Linked DNA regions of Mus musculus: region 2 is linked to region 1. Evidence: chromatin contacts called from public HiChIP or PLAC-seq data. All regions are on one chromosome and are shown on one strand. Each heading gives the region's core, a stretch centred on a gene start, on an enhancer-like site or on the middle of the called end of the contact. The rest is flanking DNA. Distances are from core to core; before and after follow the strand shown. Region 1 overlaps Mosmo (modulator of smoothened). Region 2 holds the start of Vwa3a (von Willebrand factor A domain containing 3A).

Region 1 (3,465 bases), core at 964-3,463:
TTAGTTTCTTGTGTTTGGGCCTACAAAAATTAATTATAAGTACTTTATGAAGATTAAACTAATCCTCTCTTTTGTGATTATCTGTCACCTCAAAATAAGAGCTTAAAAAAAAGAAGTACCCTTCCTAGAAAAGTCACATTATACTGGAAATATTTAATGGTAAAACAAAAAAGTATCGACATATAATTTAACTAGAAAAAAACACATGGGATTAGTTAATGTTCAAATATTCTAAGCAAATTCTGAAGTGGAAAAATAATGATCTATCTGTGTGGATAAGTTTTATTCAGACACGTACATGTTTAAAGTTTTATTCAGACACATACATGTTTAAATTGACTTGAAATGGAGATTTTTTTTTTACTTTTTTTTTACTCTTTTTTTAAATTAGGTATTTTCTTCATTTACATTTCAAATGCTATCCCAAAAGTCCCCCATACCCTCCCCCTCCACTCCCCTACCCACCCACTCCCACTTCTTGGCCCTGGCATCCCCTGTACTGAGGCATATAAAGTTTGCAAGACCAAGGGGCCTCTCTTCTGCTACATATGCAGCTAGAGTGAAATGGAGATTTTAAATAAGTCTTTTATTTATTCTTTGACAATTTCATGTAACAAGTATAGAATGTGTTTTAGTGAGGGTTTCCATTGCTGTGAAGAGACACCATGAACACAGCAACTCTTATAAAGGAAAGCAGCCCCCAGTTAATGGGGCTGGCTTACAGTTCAGAGGTTCAGTCCACTGTCATCATAACAGGAGCCATGGTGGTGTGTGAGTGGACATGGTGCTGAGTGTGTGTGGTGGTGGTGTGTGAGTGGACATGGTGCTGAGAGTTCTACATCCAGATCTGCAGGCAGCAGGAAGAGAAGGAGAGACACTGGGCCTGGCTTGAGCATTTGGAATCTCAAAGCCACTTCCAGTGGCACACTTCCTCCAATAAGGCCACACTTAACTCCAACAAGGCCACATCTCCTAATAGTGCTCTTCTCTATGGGCCTATGGGGGCCATTTTTATTCAAAGTATCTTAATCATAGCCGTCCCATCTCTGCATTCCCACTGTCTTTCCCACTTTCATGACCGCCCCACCACCCTCCTCCCCTCCCTGTGTTTTTGTGATGCAATGAGTCCCACCTGGTACACTGCTTGCTGGGATGCTGACTGATCTCTTGGCTTGGTTGTGTAAGGTGACCACAGCTGCAGTCAGTTCATAATGCAATGGCTACATCAGTCCCAAAAGACAAGGAAAATAGTTTTGATTTTCAAATACTTCTTCATATTTGAATTTTCTCTGCAGTGATGTATGACAGGTTGTAAATATCTACTTACGGGAAGGTCTGCAAGATTAAACCCAAGAAAATACTAGCTTGGGGCATTCTTATCAATGATGAATCAGGACAGTTAGTATAGATCCCATCTGGAGTCTGAAATAACATGTGATGGCCCTTGTATAGATCTTCTTCAAATTTAATGAACTTGGAAAGCATTTTGCCAGGAAATTTTCAGAATTTGGGGGTAGGAGAGAGAGGCATGGTCTGATGGCAAGAGGGAACTGAGGCAAGAGTCTTCCTACACCATCACTGGTTTTTGTGATGCTATTTAGCAATTTGCTAATTAAACTCCCAACCCCTCCACTGGAGCCTTATCTGCAAAATACAGTGAGGTGCAGGCGGCACAGAACTTGAGAGAATCTGATCAATGAAAGGGGGTGGGGGTGGGGGTGGGGGTGGGGAGTACCAGAGATCAAACACCTGCCTAGAAGCCTTTACAAATGCAACAGCACTTTCCCTTTCAAGCAGACTTCAGTGTCTAGAGCTCTAGTTCAATTGATGGCTAAATCATATGCTGATGTTTAAAACAAAAAAGTCAATAGAAAGCTAAAAGTTTAAAACACAAGAATTCTAAACAAAGGTAAAGTGGGTTTCCTTAAACCACAGACCTTAATGTATAGGACACTAAAGCAAGCTGATAGTATGCAGTTTTATATAAGGGATTTCTCACCACCAGACAGATGACAAGGCCAGAAGACTAAATAGCAACTCGACTGAGGAGGAACTGCAGGAACCCTGCTTCATTTTATTAATCATACTTGGATCTAACAGCTCAGAGAAAGAACGCTTTCAAAATCGGAGGTATTTAAAATGTCAAGACTGTGCATTCAGCAATCTGCCTTTGTGACTCTTAAAGCACGAACACACAGAAGGGCAAGAGAAGGAGTGCTCTGGTGACACGTGCTCCCTCAGGGTCACGAGGTGGGGGGCTAAGTGGAGGGTAAGACAGAGCATGAGCTGTGTGATCTACAGCCCTGTAAAATGCAAAATTAAAAGAAATACAACTAAGTAAATTGCATGTAACAATTCCAAAAAGACTGAGTATGCTAAGAGGGCAATTAAAGAAGGAAGCAGTTATTTCAGAAAAAAGCTTAAAACAGTCTTAGGATTTTTAGAGTCCTTAATTATGTGCTTCTGATGTTAAACAACAAAACTTTTCTCAATCCCATAGCTCTGCAGCTTATCTACGATAGGGACTGCAATGGTTTCAACACATATATTAGAACTTCTGCTATATACAACCAAATAATCAAAAGAAAGGCACACTTATATGTATTGCATAAAGTTGGCTATATACAGTATATACATTCCACATCTTTAGATTCGATCAACCTCATACTGAAAATATCCAAGGGGGAGACAAAATTGTACCTATACTGAAGATACTAAAGATTTATACTTTTCCATGCCACAATCCCTAAAGCAATACAATGCACAACTATTTATACAGCATTTCAACTGTGTTAAGCATTATAAATAATTGAGTTGAAAAGGCAAACAGAAGCGTGGCCTGGTTTATAAGCAAACAGTGTGCAGTTTTATATAAGGGACTGAGCATCGTGGCTGTGGATCACGAACCCAGTCATCCACAGACACTCAAGAATGAAGGCCTCCACACACTTCTGTGTAAATGTTCAGTATGACAATTCCATTCTGAAAACCTGAAAGCAAGAAGGGAAAATCTGAATAGTTTAATTGAAAGTAATATGTTATTTGATTACCACCTATGTATACTTTGTTTTCTGGAGGAGAAACCATCCATTTCTTTTTTTTTTTTTTAAGATTTTTTTATTTATTCATTATATGTAAGTACACTGTAGCTGTCTTCAGACACTCCAGAAGAGGGCGTCAGATCTCATTACAGATGGTTGTGAGCCACCATGTGGTTGCTGGGATTTGAACTCCGGACCTTCGGAAGAGCAGTCGGGTGCTCTTACCCACTGAGCCATCTCTCCAGCCCCATCCATTTCTTAAATTGGATGATGGTAAGACCTAGGAAAGTAACAACCCATTGTGAATCTAGAAACATGCAGATGTGCTTTCAAAAGGAAAACCGTAGTCAGATGTTCTCCCCAAAGGTAACACCCACAATAAAGACCCTGGAGATGATCTGTGGCTTAGCCTGGCAAGCATCTT
Region 2 (3,315 bases), core at 607-3,106, 44 kb before region 1:
GGGATGCCTGTTCTTTCCGTGGGAGGCCTGGATCGCCCCCAGTCAGTGCCCACCCCTTTCCCTTCCAGTGCAGGCTCTTATCTGAGGGTTCCAGTTAGTCTTGGCTTTTGTTTTCCAACCTCTGTGACCATGCAGGTATGGAGTTCAGCCAAGGGAGCGGGGTACATTGCGGATGCACTGCCCTGGGTGACTGGGGGGGGGTACCATAGGAGAATGAAGGGATCCCATGGGCAGATTAGTGTTTTGATCAAAGCGCATTGTTATGAGAGTTATTGGATAAAAGAAGTCAGCTACCTTCCCAGTTGGTTAACATCTGAATCTAAGAAACTCTCAAATATTTAATTCATGAAAAGCCCATAGGCAATCTAGAGGGCTAACATTTTTTATACTTACTTATGTATTTATTTAGCGTATGTGTGTGTATGTGCGTATATGTGTACCTGCAGGCACACGCCACAATGTACCTGTATTCAAAGGACAGCTTGGAGGAGGTTCTTTCCTTCCACCATGTGGGTCCCAGGAATCAACAAGGTTGTCAGGTTGATGACAAATGCCTTTATTTGCTGAGCAAGCTCATTGACCCAGGGCCTGTTTATTGTTATTGTAGATTTCAAATTTTATTTTTATGTGCATGATTTAATTTTTAAAGAAGATTTATGTACTTAATGTTTGAGCATCTCACCTGCATGTATATATGTATGTGTATCACGTGTGTGCCTGGTGCTGGAGGAGGCCAGAGGAGGGCAGTAGGTCCCTGGAAACTGAGCCTGGGTCCCATGGAGGAGCAGCCGGTGCTCTTACCTGCTGAGCCATCTTCCTAGCGCCTAGGCCTTGTTATCTAACTACAGTTACTCCACTGCTCCTGTGCAGTCCATGTTACCAGAGTGAGCCATCGCTCTTGCATAGAACCCTGCCAAGTTCCTGGTAACTCTGGGACCCAAGAGTTACCAAGGCTCACCATTCTTTCAGAACAACTCCTTGCTTCTCAACCCCACCCGTCACCCGCTCTGCTCCTTGGAAACCTCTACACACACACACACACACACACACACACACACTTCACTAACCATCCTCAAGCTGTGCTTACTTCTACAAACATCCTTAACCCCCTGTCTGCCAAGAAACCCCAGAATCCTACGTGTTACCCCACAGTGGAAACTCTATGGAAGTCCTGCTGTCTCCACACTGTTTCAGATCCTCAGCACCAAGTACAGAAATCTTTCTCTTTTGGCCAATGCTCAACCATTCTCTCTCCCCACTTGCCAACCCTTGTGACACTCACCTCCATCTGCATTTCTTCATTTACATCTCCATCTTTGGGAGAAGGCACAGCAGGACCTCTCTGCTCCAAGCTCCTCCAAACAAACGCTATAGAGCAGCTTGCCTGTGAGATAAGTGTTAGCTGGTCTCCAAGGTAACAGACTGCACCACGCCAGCTTGGGGCAGGGAAAGGCAAAGAGCTTGCTCACCCCAGGGATAAAGGGGCTCCTTGACTGTTGCAAGTCCCTCTGTCAGGTTAATCTGTGTTTCTTTTCCTGATAAAGGCAGGATGTGACCTGCTTTTCTACTTTTAGAACCTCTGGGTCAGCCAGGTCTATGTATGGTTTAGGCCAGTGGAGCCCTGTTGCCTGCTGCCTTCTTGTGGCCGGAATGGAGGAACAATGCAAGGGAAGCCCAAGAGCCTTCCTCTTCAGTTCCCCTGAGGATTGGGAAGCAGCCCTAGGAGATCTGGCAGCACCAGGCCAACGCCCAGCTGGAGTCAGCAGGTCAGTGTCTCCGCAGCCAGGTGCTACAAAGGTCATTCACTCCAGCAGTTCCCAAACCCAGGGACTCAAGAGGACTCACCTGTGTGGTCTGGTCTCATTCAGGAGAGTAGCCCGGGATTGTGCTGCAGTGCAGCAGGACCCTTTAACAATGGCCTCAAGTGATTGTGATGTAACTAGCACTTGGCACACAGTTTCACACTCCTTGGCACCTTTCTACAGACACAGAGATGAGGGGCTCCACCCAGGGTCCCCCAGCTAGCAAGTGGCTAAGCTCTTCTCATTCCAGACACCCTTAAGTTGGTCTTCATTTCCGGAACCTTTTGCTCCGGAAGCTGGAACTCCGGTGACTTGGGGACTTGTCTTTGAGGTGCTCATTCCAGGCCAGATCAAAAACAACCAAACTTCCCAAATAGAAAATGGTAATTGTCAGGCTCTGTGGGTTGCAAATGCCCTGTGCAAATTCAGGGCATGTAGCACTCTTGCCAACACCAACAAGGCGGGCAAGGGGCAGGTCAGAAAGGCTTGAGGGGACGACAGGATGACAGTGCTATGAGATGTGATGTGAATGAAGGTCAGGAGCACATGTGCCCATCTTGAGGGGAATCCTAGGTGGGAGGTCACGGGTACAGAATTTCAAGGCCAGCTTATATTCTGTGAGGCCCTAGATACAAGGGTTGGGTGGGGGTGGAAGCTGGTTAACTTTTTGGCATTGTTTTTTGAAACGTAAGGGTCCCAGAAAGGCATTTCCCCATCTCCCTTGCTTCTGAGATACACAGGGTTTTCGGTGTTTTGTTTTGTTTTCCCTTTTTAACATTTCAAGGGAAGCCTTCTTTCATTGAGCCCACTAAGCACATTCTGGATCCACCTGAGCTACAAGGAAAGCCAGGATGGCTTATGGAGACCACAGGAGAGGGAGAGGAGAAAGCTGTGTGTCAGGCTTGTGATGTGCAGCCACTCCTGCCTCAGCCACCCAAGGGTAGGGACTGCAAGCACACGTCACCACACCCAGCAGCAAACCTTTTGTAGATCTCTAGAGTGTGGCTCTTGTTGAGTATCAAAGCACAACAGGGATGTCTGTTTTCCTTTCCTTTGGTTTTAGTTTTAGTTTTTTGAAACAGGGTTTCTTTGTGTAGTCCTGGCTGTCCTGGAACTCAATCTTGAACTCAGAGTACTGAGATGAAAGGCATGTATGTCTGTCTGCCTGGGTAGGTGTATCTGTTTTCTTACCATTAGTTCTTTGGAGCTGGTAGGGTCTGTTCATCCCTCTCTGGTCACTCTTTTAAAAGCTCTCACCTGGTAACATCATGGGATGTATGTTGGAGGGATTAACTTGTATTTTCCTTTATTGCAAACGGAGCAGGTGCTCCTTGTGAGGTGGAGAAGCAGCATGAAGTCAACTGCGTTTTAAATTCCTGACTAAGAGAGGCTGCCAAAGGACGGGAGGAGGGCAGGGGAGGGATGTGTTTAAAGTCAAGCACAGGGGAGTGTACCGAGCTCCTGTGAATTAAGAGAAACTCAAACTAGCTTAAGGTGGGGGGTGGGGGTGAGG

Evidence for each region. HiChIP or PLAC-seq counts read pairs in DNA pulled down with a chosen protein or histone mark.
Region 2: a contact with region 1 is called in an H3K27ac HiChIP or PLAC-seq map of embryonic stem cells, with 11 read pairs. The contact joins the promoter of Vwa3a here to the enhancer-like site in region 1. A contact is called at or near these places in 11 of 39 promoter capture datasets (the HPC-7 cell line, HPC-7-derived erythroid cells, embryonic stem cells and 6 more), 1 of 15 datasets of contacts at CTCF or cohesin (the NIH/3T3 cell line), 5 of 484 Hi-C or Micro-C datasets (embryonic stem cells and retina), 10 of 115 datasets of contacts at active chromatin or transcription factors (CD8 T cells, bone marrow-derived macrophages, double positive thymocytes and 6 more) and 3 of 9 other capture datasets (adipose tissue, liver and pancreatic islet).

The regions. Positions count from the first base shown.
Region 1 is chr7:120,694,144-120,697,608 of GRCm38.p6, reverse strand. All of the region lies in intron 1 of Mosmo (modulator of smoothened), which reads right to left. Gm51495 (a long non-coding RNA gene) reads right to left here. Exons shown (of 2, transcript XR_003946866.1): 2 at 3,015-3,321. Among named protein-coding and RNA genes, the nearest start is that of Gm51495, 4.0 kb to the right of the region's middle. Within about 2 kb of position 2,213, at least 9 of the 459 cell types and tissues checked have an H3K27ac peak or open chromatin away from gene starts, as enhancers often do. A contact at or near this core is called in embryonic stem cells, where this site is marked.
Region 2 is chr7:120,738,098-120,741,412 of GRCm38.p6, reverse strand. Vwa3a (von Willebrand factor A domain containing 3A) reads right to left here and starts at 1,856. Exons shown (of 34, transcript NM_177697.3): 1 at 1,470-1,856; 2 at 1,283-1,384. The coding sequence starts at 1,302.